2 separate regions of the Triticum aestivum genome follow, and region 1 is linked to region 2. Evidence: chromatin contacts called from public Hi-C data. All regions are on one chromosome and are shown on one strand. Each heading gives the region's core, a stretch centred on a gene start, on an enhancer-like site or on the middle of the called end of the contact. The rest is flanking DNA. Distances are from core to core; before and after follow the strand shown. Region 1 holds the start of LOC123128060 (C2 and GRAM domain-containing protein At1g03370). Region 2 holds the start of LOC123128058.

The links. Hi-C and Micro-C count contacts between places; a contact is called where the count stands out from the background.
Region 1: a contact with region 2 is called in a Hi-C map of leaf, with 4 times the contacts expected there. The contact joins the promoter of LOC123128060 here to the promoter of LOC123128058 in region 2. A contact is called at or near these places in 2 of 5 Hi-C or Micro-C datasets (both in leaf).

What each region holds. Positions count from the first base shown.
Region 1 is chr6A:492,796,422-492,803,595 of IWGSC CS RefSeq v2.1, reverse strand. It overlaps LOC123128060 (C2 and GRAM domain-containing protein At1g03370), which reads right to left and starts at 3,119. Exons shown (of 9, transcript XM_044547970.1): 1 at 1,963-3,119; 2 at 353-1,720; 3 at 1-52. The coding sequence starts at 2,311.
Region 2 is chr6A:492,626,931-492,633,414 of IWGSC CS RefSeq v2.1, reverse strand. LOC123128058 reads right to left here and starts at 2,163. Exons shown (of 13, transcript XR_006462922.1): 1 at 1,861-2,163. LOC123128059 (myb-related protein Zm1) reads right to left here and starts at 5,322. Exons shown (of 2, transcript XM_044547969.1): 1 at 4,961-5,322; 2 at 3,767-4,874. The coding sequence starts at 5,229. The coding sequence ends at 4,145.

The DNA.
Region 1 (7,174 bases), core at 1,870-4,369, 170 kb before region 2:
GCAACAGTTAGCAACCATCCATCGCCTTGTGCTTTCACACCATGATCACCAACTGCGTGAGGGAAACTATTAGCCTAGCATAATCACATTCATGTCTACAAGATTCAATAGTGTACATAAAAAATAGTCAAATTACTATGGTATTTACCCATAAGTTTCCTTGAGGAAAAAAAATGTCAGAAGTTCCATATTTCTTTTGCATCAAGAAAAATAAAAGATCCAAAAAAATGTGTGTAACATGTTAGATATAGCCATGGTTTGTTAATAATGAGAATCTTGTATTTCCAAAGAGGTTCAGGTACATGCTTGCTGGAGATGCAAAATGATGAGAAGATAAAAACGGGGAAAATACCTTTTTGTTCTCTTGCCTGAAAAAAACACATGATTTTCTTAAATATGTGTTGCACCTGAAGAAACAATAGCCCGCCCATGACAATCTCACTGACAGAATCTGGCAAATCTAATCCAGGAAACTCAAGTCCCTGAACTGCACCTGAATTCACTAGTGAAACATGAACACCAATGTACAAGGCAACAAAAAGAGAGGACAAGACACCAAAGTTACAGAAGTATAGGAATGCTATCTTCCAATCAGACTCCTGCCCCCCTTGCAATGAAGCTAAGACCTGCTCCTTATCTGATCCAGCATCATCTACATCAATAGGCTTGATCTTCTCTGACAGTAGATCAGAGAACTGTGAATAATTTTGCTCCAAGCCTTGTCTTGCTCCATTTTCTATAATACTTTTCATCATAGTACTCTGAAGAAAATTCATGCGCCAAGAAATTACCAAATGTGAAGTCTGTTGCTCAGAATCAAGTTCAGGGCCTGGCATAATACGGAAAAGAACCTCTGTCCGAAAATAAGTACCACAAGGAACATCAGGAGTGCTAGCACTTAATAAAACTGAATACTCTTTTCCATCAGCCTTCAAATAAGATTGTTCCTCTGTTGCCTTTACAGCTTTAACCAATTTGGATGGTGCAGTTGTATAACTTATCACTCTCTTCAGGGACTCCCCATCATTATCAATTCTCCAGGGTTCAGTTTTGAAATCAGTACAACCCTGAAGCTGAACCAATGTTTGCCGAAAATCTGAATCTGGTGAGAAGAGAAGGTTATTCAAATCACTAGGTGACGTAAAATATGACTGGTTAACAAGAATTCCTTGTAAATTCACAGGCATTTCGACTTCTTCGTGCCTCGATTCAAAAGATCTCAATAGTTCAGCAAATGTAATCTCTGAAGAAATGTCACTATTTTGGCTTAAAGGAGCCTCAAATACTGCTGGTGCTTGCTGAACTTCTTCTAAAGCCTCGGTCTTTGTCAATGATGTTGACGAAATATCATCATTTTTCTTGGCAAACATTTGATAGACACGATCAACAAGCGAGGGCTTGTCAAGCTTTTCTGTTTTAGAAGTTTCGGCTTCATTAGAAATTTCAGTAGGAATCCCATTAAACCTGTCCTCTGGATCTCTCACTTCGCCACATTTGTCATCTTCAGGGATTTCAGTTCCATCAGAAAAATACTCATTAACATTATCTTCTTTAGAAGCTTCATTTTCTTCATAAGCTAATGCCGCTGATGATGATCCTGCGCTTTGACTTGATTGCAATGAATCCTCTTTCTGTGTACCAGTTAGTTCAGTTGCAAGATCATCGGACCATGATCGTGTGGCCCCAGCTGTTTCTAAAGATATTGCAAGACAAATCTCCCCTGCAGGATGCAACGAAATAACAAAAAAAACAGCTAAGTGCCCAGCATATTTCGCACAATTACATAGTAAGTAGAATTCATGCCCTTGTAGATCTTACAGTTAGCAATAGATAAATGACTACATGCTGTAATTTCACGAAGTCAAATACTGAATCCATATGCAAAAAGACAAAGAAAAACATTACTTAACATTACAAACGTCCATGAGCAAATAGAGAAAAACTGGAAGTCGAAACAATTACCACAATTAATTGCCTTGTCACTCTTGGTCTTGGGAAGAAGCTGGTACCAGCGCGTACCGAGCGAGAAGTTCTCCACGGCCAGAAGATCCTCCAGTGTCACCCTCACCTGGCCCAGGAAGTCATCGGTCCCGATCATGTCTTCATCATAGACATCTAACTTGAGCACCTCCCGGACATCGGCGACGACGAAGCTGAACTCCTGATCCCACTCCGGGTTCAGGTTCATCTTGACCACCTTGGTCTTGAACCGCTGCTTCCCAACCTGCAGTTTCACATACGGGTCGCTGAACCCGTTGAAATCCATGGCGCGCAGGTTGCGCGCTCCGATCACACGCACAGTCAGCCTCATCTTCGCCGGGGAACTTGCCTCAGGCCGCGCGAATCCCCCGACGAGAACCGCCCGGAAATGGCTTGCTCCTCTCCCGATCCCAAACAAACACCGCCCCAAAAGAACCAAGAAACGGGCCAACTACCGCCGCCTCCCAAGAACCAATCCCAAGATCAAAGTGGCAAATCAAACTCCCATCAATTCTTTCTCGCCCGCCCGCCCGTTACCAATCCCGGCAAAGCAACAAGGCTGACAGGCACATCGGCCACTTTCCAGGTGCCAATCTCCGTCTCCAAATCCAGGACCCCCCCTGGATGTGGACGGACGCAGGAGGAGAACCAGATCAGACTTTGCACGCTCCGGGACGGACAGGGGAGGGGGGCGAGAAGAAGAAGAAACAAGCAGACGAGAAATGGCAAGAAGATGAGGAAACCAAGTGATGGGAGCAACCAGCAGACCGCCAATATACTAGCTTCGCACGGCTCGAAGTCCTCTTCCTGGTTGGATTAAGTCAAAGGAAAACAACCCCGGGCACATGGACGCGAGATCTCGTCAACGACACACAAGCGAAATGGGGAGGAAGCGAGGGGTGGGATGGGGGAAAAAGGCATCGTGTTCTTGATGGTGCGCACTGTTAAATTATTGGCGGCGCATCTCCGTTTTTGGTGTGCTCCCGAGTCGGCGGTTCGGGGTCTCTTCGCCTTGTCTGTTTCTCCGGCTCTCGTCTCCCCGCGTTTGTAGTCGGTCGCCGTCGCGGCGTCGCTGTTGAGGAACTCGGGATTCCGGTGTGAAGTGGTGAGATTTCCCGTGATGGGTTTTCATGGGCAGGCCTCGAGTACAGGCACAGCTGCAGCTATCTTGATTGAATATGGTAAGAGACATGTCAGACAATCGATTCGCAACGGGTGGTCATGATTGAGTTATCCCGGCTTTGCCCCCTCCTGCAATTTAGGCAACAGAGTCCTTTTATGTCTAGAAGTGGAAACCTTTCCCCTCTTGTTATGTTGTAGGCTGTGGTTTTCACTCTCTCTGAGATTTCAATGAAATTCACTGAATTTCGGTAATTTCAGTAGACATTGAAATATTTACATTTCGATCAAAATATTTCAGCAATTTCAGTAGTACACGGGCATTCACATGTTTTGAAATATTTAATTGAATTCAAATGAATATTTCTGCCCTTTGGCCGAAATGCAAACCAAAATCAATGTAATCCACTGAATTTTGGTGAGGTCGGTTGGTGCTAATTTTTTTTCTGAAACTAAAAGTAAAAAAACAATAGTCGTACAACATTTGCCTTATACATTTGTGCATGCATATCGTGATGTCATTTCCTTGCATTTTACCCCCAAAATGGAAATCCCTACCTTGCTACATTGGTCCCCTGATCTTCACTTACAGGATCCGCCACCGGTTTGGGTCATACAAATTTGATAGGAATTGAGTCTTGTAAAAACTTTGGGGTATTCGATTTTTATGATTCTAAAACGCGGTACATGAAAAATACATGATTGCGCTATCATATCCACTTGAATTTCATAGGATTTTGCCCGCGTCATGTTTGTTTGGTTAGGGCATCTCCAACGCTATCCCCTAAAACAAACACACTATCTGTCTGTGTGCCACATACGGATGCGTCCGTGAACACGACACGGAAACCAGTCATCCAACTGTAGTCATTAAATTTTCCCTATTTGTTCAACCCTGCCCATGTACGCATTTCATCAAACACTTTAATATTCCGAGTTCCTCAATGGAGCATGATGTGCACTTGAGCACGGACGCACAGACACATGCCGCCAAAGACAATGACGACCATGATGACACAAGCAACAACTTGTGATTGAGAGATTTGTTCCTAATGATTCAGAGAGTTTTTGCTTACTCTTTTGAATCATTTTTCTGTTTGTGAGTTGTTCATTGTGATTTTTTTTTGACAAAGGGTGAATTTTATTGACTCAGAATAAAGCATCAAGAAGATACAAACACAATGAGCACACATCCGACCTCTGCATAGCTAAGATGCACACAAAACACGCTGGCAAATAGCAAAATCATATAGGACCAAAGCTATGCGTGTGCGTGGAAAAAGAGGAAAAAGCGCCAAAGCGATCAAATTCGCGGCCAGTAAACTATAACAACGACCATATTCGCATGATGCACTAACTAACTCATGACCCACACAGACGACGAGGTACTTCACCAACAACGCTTTCAGAAAGGGAGCAACGCTTAAGCGTCGTCATCCCCGGATCTGATCATCCGAGGCCAGGATCTAGATTTTCACCCAAAAGAATTAGTTTGAGCATATCCGAATAATGCCTTCAACAAGGTAACAAGGTAAAACATCGCCATTGCCAAGTATACCCAACTCGGATTAGACTTAGGCTTTTACCCTGGAGCTTGAGACCAGGTGCTCGAGTAGCACCACTGTCAAAATCACTAATGTGTTGTCGCCACCACTTTTCCTCAATCCCATCAGCTATATGTAACAGAGCTGTACAATCATCCCTTTGTGTCAAGTCGTCGTCCATAATTTACATCTCTTAGTCGAAGTCAACCACCAGATTTGTAGAGATGGAACTCTCTTGAAGACATTTCGATGGTCATTGTAACGAGGCCGACGTTGCTAGCCGGAGTGATGACCATAATATAGCCATACTGGCAAAACAATGCGGCACTCTGCCACCACCTCAACCTCGCGGCCATGGGAGGAGACCCCGGCACCCTGGACGACCGGCCGGTGCCGCAATCGCACTCCTAGGCACCACCACCAATGGATTTTAGAAGCAGGCTCCAGATCCACGGAGATGAGGGAGGAGTAGAATGATGCCACCAGCATGCCCGGGGTTGTCGGCTTGCCATGCCTTTGCCAGTGAGATGTAGCCGCGTCAAGGGAGGCCAGATCCGGGCAGATCCAAGCCCCACGGCCCAAGCAACAGTTGTTGTCGCGAGATCAGCCGCCGATGCGACCTAGCCACGAAGCCTTCGTGTGTCTTGATCGAGAAGAATCGCGGCGCTCAGTGCATAACTCCCACGCCACCTTTGGAGGTGAGGCCCGCCACCACCCCGGTGAGGCCGGCGAGAGGAGGGCACCAAGGGGTGGAACTGGCGGCGGCGGGGTTGCGTTCCCCCATGACGCCCAAGACGAGCGACGCGGTGGTCGTTTCAGTGTCCAGTATTTTCCTCGTGTTCCTTGTGATTCTAAGAGTTGTTCCCTGTGATTGAAAGATTTGTTATTGGTGATTGTGAGAGTTGTTCCCAATGAGTTACCATCCCCACGGGTCAGACGCTGCATCCGAGAAGGGCAAGCTCCGAGATTTTTTTTCAGCCACGCACCCCGTGGCCAGGAGAACTCCATGGATCCTTGTGTGTGGATTTCGGTTTTTGCATTCATGGTTGCTGCCGAGGACTAGCTTGGGCCACGCGTGGTGCCCTCCATTTATCATGCTTGTAGGAGAGAGAGGAGAAGAGGAGCACATGGTTGCTTTTGGTTGGACATGTGTGCAGGAAATATGCCCTAGAGGCAATAATAAATTTGTTATTATATTTCCTTATATTTTGATAAATGTTTATTATTCATGCTAAAATTGTATTAACCGGAAACTTAAGTACATATATGAATACATAGACAAACAGAGTGTCCCTAGTATGCCTCTAATTGACTAGCTCGTTAATCAAAGATGGTTAAGTTTCCTGACCATAGACATGTGTTGTCATTTGATGAACGGGATCACATCATTAGAGAATGATGTGATGGACAAGACCCATCCGTAGCTTAGTATAATGATCATTTAGTTTTTTTGCTATTACTTTCTTCATGACTTATACATGTTCCTCAGACTATGAGATTATGCAACTCCCGAATACCGGAGGAACACCTTGTGTGCTATCAAACGTCACAACGTAACTGGGTGATTATAAAGATGCTCTACAGGTGTCTCCGACGGTGTTTGTTGAGTTGTCATAGATCGATATTAGGATTTGTCACTCCGTGTATCAGAGAGGTATCTCTAGACCCTCTCGGTAATGCACATCACTATGAGCCTTACAAGCAATGTGACTAATAAGTTAGTCATGGGATGATGCATCACGGAACGAGTAAAGAGACTTGCCGGTGATGAGATTGAACTAGGTATGATGATACCAACGATCGAATCTCGCGCAAGTTACATACCGATGACAAAGGGAACAACGTATGTTGTTATGCGGTTTGACCGATAAAGATCTTCATAGAATATATATGAGCCAATATGAGCATCTAGGTTCCGCTATTGGTTATTGACCAGATATATGTCTCGGTCATGTCTACATAGTTCTCGAACCCATAGGGTCCGCACGCTTAACGTTTGATGACGATTTGTATTATGAGTTTCGTGTTTTGATGAACCGAAGTTTGTTCGATGTCTTGGATGAGATCACAGACATGACGAGGAGTCTCGAAATGGTCGATACATAAAGATTCATATGTTGGAAGGCTACATTCGAACACCAGAATGGTTCGGGTCGTTTCGGATAAGTTTCGGAGTACCGGGGGTTACCGGACCCCCCCCCCCCCGAGGTTAATGGGCCACCATGGGCCTTAATGGAGAAGAGAGAGGGCTGGCCAGGAGGTTGCCCCCCCCTTGCCTAGTCCGAGTTGGACAAGGGGAGGGGGTGGCGCCCCCCTCCTTCCTTCTCTCCTCTTCCTCCTTCCCTTCTTCTCCTACTTGTAATAGGAAAGGGGGGGACCGAATCCTACTTGGACCGGGAGTACAAGTAGGACTCCCCCCATGGCGCACCCCCCTAGGGCCGGCCACCTCTCCTCCCCCTTTATATACGTGGGAGGGGTCATCCCAAAGGCACATCAAGTCTTCTCTTAGCCGTGTGTGGTGCCCCCCTCCA
Region 2 (6,484 bases), core at 914-3,413:
ACCAGCACAACGTCCCTGTCCGCCCTTCAGAAAATCAGCATGAAGCCTTGTGCCGTAACGTGCAGATGAATTTGCTCTCAGCCGAAACTAGCCGCTCCACCTTTTCCTGAACCTGCAGACGATTTTGCGCCTGTTTGCCTCGTCGCCACCAGCCTTTTATCTACGCTGGATATAGCCGGCCTTGCTTTTCCTCTCTGACACGAAGAACGAGTCCAAGTATTCCACGGCTTGCATCGAGTCCCTATCCGAGTCGTGAACCAACCGTCATGGACCCAACATGCACGCACAAAAGATCTCCAAAACCATACACGCATCCAACAGTGCCCCTATACCATGCCTAGGCCAGGCACTAGTCCTGCCATCACGGTTCAGCACTGCCCCAGGTGCACGTACATGATTCCTTCAAATCCAAACCGACATGCATGCTTGCTTATCTTCTGGACTCTTTCCTTTCGCACTGTACGCCCTGCCGAGTCCTGCTAATGCACGCAACCCAGCTCGGCTGTCTCGCGTAGCCTGCCGCACGCGGGGACCGTACGCATCCGAGCGGCGGTCCCGTGTACCCTGCCGTGGCTTCCCTTCCCTCTATCTGCGTCGCCTCGGAAAAACTCGCCGCCAGTCTCGACGACTGCTCGCCTTCCTGGTCTCTGTTTCTTGGTTTTTCGCCAGCGATCTGTAACTGGCCCTGTCGTGCGTACTCGCCGCACGCCAACCCTGCCGGAAACAGTCGCCACCTCGCGCATCATCTGTATACGAGCTGTGCCGTATCTTGGCCATCCACGTCGTCGACACAATACGTCCGCAGTGCCGCGCCGTCGCCCTTGTACAACACCGAGCACATCATCTCGATGCTCTCACACTCCGATCTATCTAGCCGTCCCCCACGTCTGGTCGCCGGTCTGATCACGAGCCGAATCTATCGCCTCCGCAACGTCTTCAACAGCCACTACGCCGGTCCGATCGCCAGTCTAGCCGATCCTTACCGGCCGCAGCCCATCGAATGGTCCAGGCCTCCTGCCCGAAGTGTCCGACACCATCGACCGCCTTCGCGATCGCCGCCATGCTCCACCTTGCACCAATCGGACGTTCCATGGCACTGTCGAGCATGATCCTCGTACCTTCGGATGATGTTCCGCATAGCCTTCTCGCAACCTTGCTCATGATATCACTTGTTAGAATAAAACGCTAATGCAAGATCATAGACGACACACCGAGGCACGATATTTGTTAACGAGGTTCACCGGTATGGCTACAACCCCGGGGCATGACTACGGGCGCTTCTCCCCAAGATACCGCAACACCGGCCGCCCGGGCGCCGGCACAAGCCGTCGGCTCCCCCGCGTACCTGTTGCTATCAAGTCGTCATGGGTTACAACGTGTGGTGTCCCTCCGTATATAAGAGGCCTAGGATACAAGTGTCCGACTCCTACACAACTCGTACCTAACCACACCAATTACAACTCCAAGTCCATGTAACTCTTTGCATACATAATATATTCGACACAAATATAACAAGCTAACCAAGCAAAGGGAAATGTCAAAAACACACTGTATCCTGAATAATTTAACCATATTCTGTCAATCTCACCACAAGAATGTCCCCAAAGCAATGTTTCACCCCAAGAAAAACACACAGAGAGTTGCCATTTCCAGTGATTTCTGCTGGAAACAACTAATTAATAAAATAACCTAAGTAACATGCTAGAGAACAGTACGAATGCTCGAACTAATTCCACTCCCGCACACAACCCTATCGTCCTAAGTTTTGAATCAGCTCAGAACGTAAGCACACATCTCGGGTACTACAAACTCTTAGTTCTGAAGGAAAACGGAAAGGAGAGAGGACCCAAACATGCTGACCTTGTGATGTTCATGAAGCCATAGCTACCCAATAATCTGCCCACCTCGAAGTACGCGGGGTTGGTCATCAGCGCCGACGAAATGGGCCGTAGGGATCGTCGACGAGGCCTCGGGCGCCGCCCCCCGGGCTCCGGCGAGACGACGAGGAAGCGCGCGGGAAGAGCCTTCAGCATCGTGGTCGCCGCTGCGCGGCGCACAAGCCTGAAACTGACTGGTGTTTCTGTTCTTGGGGATAGACAGCTCAAGCCTCCCAGCCGCAGAAACGAAAAAGCTACTGGGAGGATGTATCGCTGATAATGGGCCGCGAGGATCGCCTGTCGCACCATTATCGGCCCATGGTCAGTTTCTTTGCCCTTTTTTATTTTGCGTGTAAATTTTCGCTTTTCTCCTTTTCTGGTTGTATATTTTTATTTATTGTCTTTTTATTAATATTAGTATTTTTATTTCATTTCCTTTTCATTATTATTTTTCTTTTTAATTTTTATGTTAAATTTATTTTCTGCTTTCTTTTTTTTGCCATAGATGCATGCACTTTTTGCAGACAGACTTTTTTTCAAAGTCATGCACATCTATTTGAAAATACATGGGCATTTGTTCTGAAAATACACATACATTTCTATTTTAGGAATGGTTAATTTTATCCGGGCCTAGTCCTACATAACATTTATGTGGCAAATCATCAACCTCATGTCAATACAAGTCTAAGCAATTGATCACGACCAACAAAGAGATGAGACGATATTAAAAAAAGTATTTAAATTCAATCAACAAATATTTTTGAATAGAAAGTAAATGTAAGGATAAAGACTCTGAGAGAAAGAAGTTGTTAATCGGATGGATGAGCTTGCAAGTCCAACATGGACCGTGCACCCCCCTCCTACTACATGGATATTTTACCACCTTACCCCACCTATCTATCACCTCAAGGTTGCTTGGTCATTTTGTCAAGGCCCCCTGGCCTACATAAATTCCCACATGGGTGCATGTAACCGTTTCACTCCCACTAAAACCAACTCAAGGGAAGAGGCACTCCATATAGTGTACTTGTCATTTTTTGGAGTTTAATCATGATACTCTTGAGTTTACCTTGAAATATCTCATTAGTTGTTATAATTTAGTGTTGTTTTCTCTCTTATATGTTTTTAGGGCTACTAGGTGGCACTCCTACTGACTTTTCACGATAAACCGAGTCAAACCAGGGATATTGTGGCGAAGTTATGAGCAACATGCTTAAAAAAGATCCAACACATGTATGACGTGGGGTTCGTCGATACAAATCCAACAAACCAAGCATCAACCATTTTATGAAACACCGCACAAACCCGTGAGTCCTAGCCAACCATTGGATCAATAACTCGTTCGAGTTGTTAGCGATTGCCAAGGCGCAACATCGTCGCATCACCAAAGTTGTTTTCACCCAAATTGACAAAGTGTTTATCATCGAAAGTTTGAGGCACGAGCTGAATCGAATTGTCGGTTTTCCCAAAAAGGAGTGGATCTCAGAAAAAGAGAAAAAAACAACATGAACAATGACTAATATGCCGTATGATGCTTCTGAAAAGGAATGCGGGCCCTTAAAATTCAGAACGCGTCACCACCAAAATATGGCCCCATTCCCATGCTCCCATTTCACTGCTTAGGTGACCAACTTCTCTATCATCAAGTTTCATGTGATTTTGCTCACCCGAAGCAACACGCAATCAAATCCAAAGAAATAAAATAAAATAAAAGCAAGCTAAAGGAGAAGAAAAAGGCCACATCGCATTAGCAAAAGCAAGTTGCTTTAGAATGCATAATCAGAGCCCGGTGATGATTTCTTCAAAAGGCATACATGATGGCGTGGTAGTGGTGGGCCATGGGATGATCCAGCCCTTACGTCACCATGACGCTGTGCAGTATATGTGCATGGTACAGTACAAATTAGTTGCAATTTCTTATTACGAACTGTAGTAACCAAATGACATACAACATCGGTACGCATGTTTGCATAGCACTTCTCGCTGGCTGTTGAACCATGGAGTGCTGTTGCATACATGCCATGGTACATTTGGTTAAAAACTGTTACTTCCTTCGTTCCGAATTACCTGTCGCAGGTATGGATGTATCTAGATGATACTCGTGTTACTTGGCCTTGTATTGACCTAAATTTTCATTCCTTTAATTTGTATGTGCATTCTATCATCAATGACATCAAATAGGCAACTCAAACGTTTCGTTAAAAACTTCTCCAAGTTGTAATGTTTGATCTCGTGCATCCGATGGGACCGCCGTGGATCCCAGCCTTCTATTCAGAATTGGACGCCTCATGATCCGATCTGGACTGCGGGTAGGAGGAGGACATCACCATTTCCATGTCCTGGCCCGGGTAGCCTATCTGGTCGTGTGGGCCCGCCTGGGGCTGGGATTCCTCCGTGGGCCCCCACAGGCCGAGTTCCTTCTCCAAATCCGCCAACCACCACTCGTTTCCCTCCTCCTCCGGGCTGGCCTTGGTCGTACATGGCACTGTTGCATCGCCTTGTTGTAGGCGCGCGACATCGTCATCGATGATGCTCCAGATGTCGGCGTCCATGTCGATGTCCGGCAGCTCGAGCAGCTCCTCCACCCCGCCGCCGCCCCCGGCGCACGTCGTCGGGGAGGACGACGAGCACGAAGACGTTGGCATTGGCGCCGCCGTCGCGAGCGCCTCCGTGGGCGCGTCGGCCAGCATGCCCAGGATGTCCATGACCGGCTCGAGCTCCAGCTCGAGAGGCGACGGTACGTCCATCGTTTCGGGCTCGTTGCTCGTGCCGCACTGCTCCCCGGCGCCGCCGTTGGACCCCTCGCTTGTCGTCATCGACGAGGACGCCGAAGACAACGAGGGGACGGGCGTGTCGGGGTCTCCGTCGGCCGGCTCGCCCTTGCTCCCGCCGACGCCTGGCTTCTGCTCCGACGCCTTCTTCTTCAGGTGCGTGTTCCAGACGTTCTTGATCTCGTTGTCCGTCCTCCCGGGCAGGCACGCCGCGATCTTGGACCACCTGGACAAATAACAAAATCCGATCAGAACACACCAAATCAATCAATCAATCAATCTCGGAACCGAATGCACGCAAGCTAAGCTTACTTGTTGCCGAGCAAGGCGTGCAGCTTGATGACGGTGGCCTCCTCCTCGGCGGTGAAGTTGCCGCGCCTGAGGTCGGGGCGCAGGTAGTTGATCCACCGGAGCCGGCAGCTCTTCCCGCAGCGGAGCAGGCCGGCCTGCCTCGGGAGGGCGCGCCAGTTGGCGTGGCCGTGCTTCTGGATGTAGGCGATGAGGCGCATGTCCTCCTGCGGCGTCCAGGAGCCCCTGTTGAGCCCGACCTTGGCGCAGCACGGTGCCCTGCCTCGCCCCATAATCGGCCACCTCACCAGACCACTCTGCTCGCTCGTTCTACCTCGATTCGCCCGGGACGAGGAGGTGGTGGGACGGTGCAGAGCATGGATCGGGGGCGGGCACGGCCGGTATATATGTGCGCCGCGCACGCTCGCACTGACGCAACCACTCCTACTACTTACTGGTGGCAGGGCTGGCGCTGGGGCGACAGGTGACAAGCCCAGGAGTTGGGAGGCCCTACGTACCTCTATCCTCCTACCTCCGAGACTATTGCGTTTACCTACCAAACCCCTGTCCCAGGAGAGCAAAGTGCCCTCCATCTCCTGGGGCCGGCCGCCCACCCGTTGGTGGCCCAGGTCTCCTTCCTCCGGGATCCATGATGCGATGCAGGGTCTACTCCTCCCTGCTGCTCCGTTGTTAATCAGGATGTGCACTCAGCACTGATGGGCAGTGCATGCACCGAGCGAGCCTACACGTACACTTGCTTAAAAATCACTAAATCACGATGATGTTCCCGGGCCAGAAAAAAGTTTGAGGCCACTTTTTGGAGTGGTTGGGGGAAAAATTAGAGATGATTGCGCTTTTCCGGGATAAAATGAAATGGATCTTATTTGTTATCAACACATCCTTTTGTTTTTAATCATATCTCGGTCTAAACCTTAACTTAGTAGTACTGCCTCTTTCTCTTAGTGGGAGAGAATTATACCTCTGTCTCCGTTAATTAATCTGTTCAGGACCTAATCAAACAATCTGAACTTTGGGTCCATCTAGTTGAATGGGTTAAATTTAGTGCGTGAAACGGGGTTCAACCTATCTAAGTACAGCTTGCAGCAGCAGCTATCGCCGATCAACTTTGTCGTTGGTTAAACAAGGTGGCTGAATTCATACTTTTGGCAATGATTTTTCCTGGGTCTGCGGCGTGACCTCAGTGTTGTTTTCCCTTTTTTAGTTGTGCAAGTAGGATCTGTAATGTCACATACGGTTGCTTAGGATGCCTGATTTGTGTGTGTAAGCTCATTTGGTTTAGCTGCGGGCTGACTAAGCTCGTGTGAAACGAGGGTCTGCTTTTGGTGAAAGCTTGGAGCAAAAGGGAAAATTTGACTGTTGAACTATTATGGAGCTCTCCTGATCAACATGAGTTACGAAGAAGAGAGATCAACCCGTAAGCACTTTGCTTGAAAACAAATCTATTTCGATACCACGTACCGTGTTTCTTCTCGAGGAATTAGACATTCCATTGGTGCTACAGTTAGTTCTAAGCCTCTTTGTTTGTGA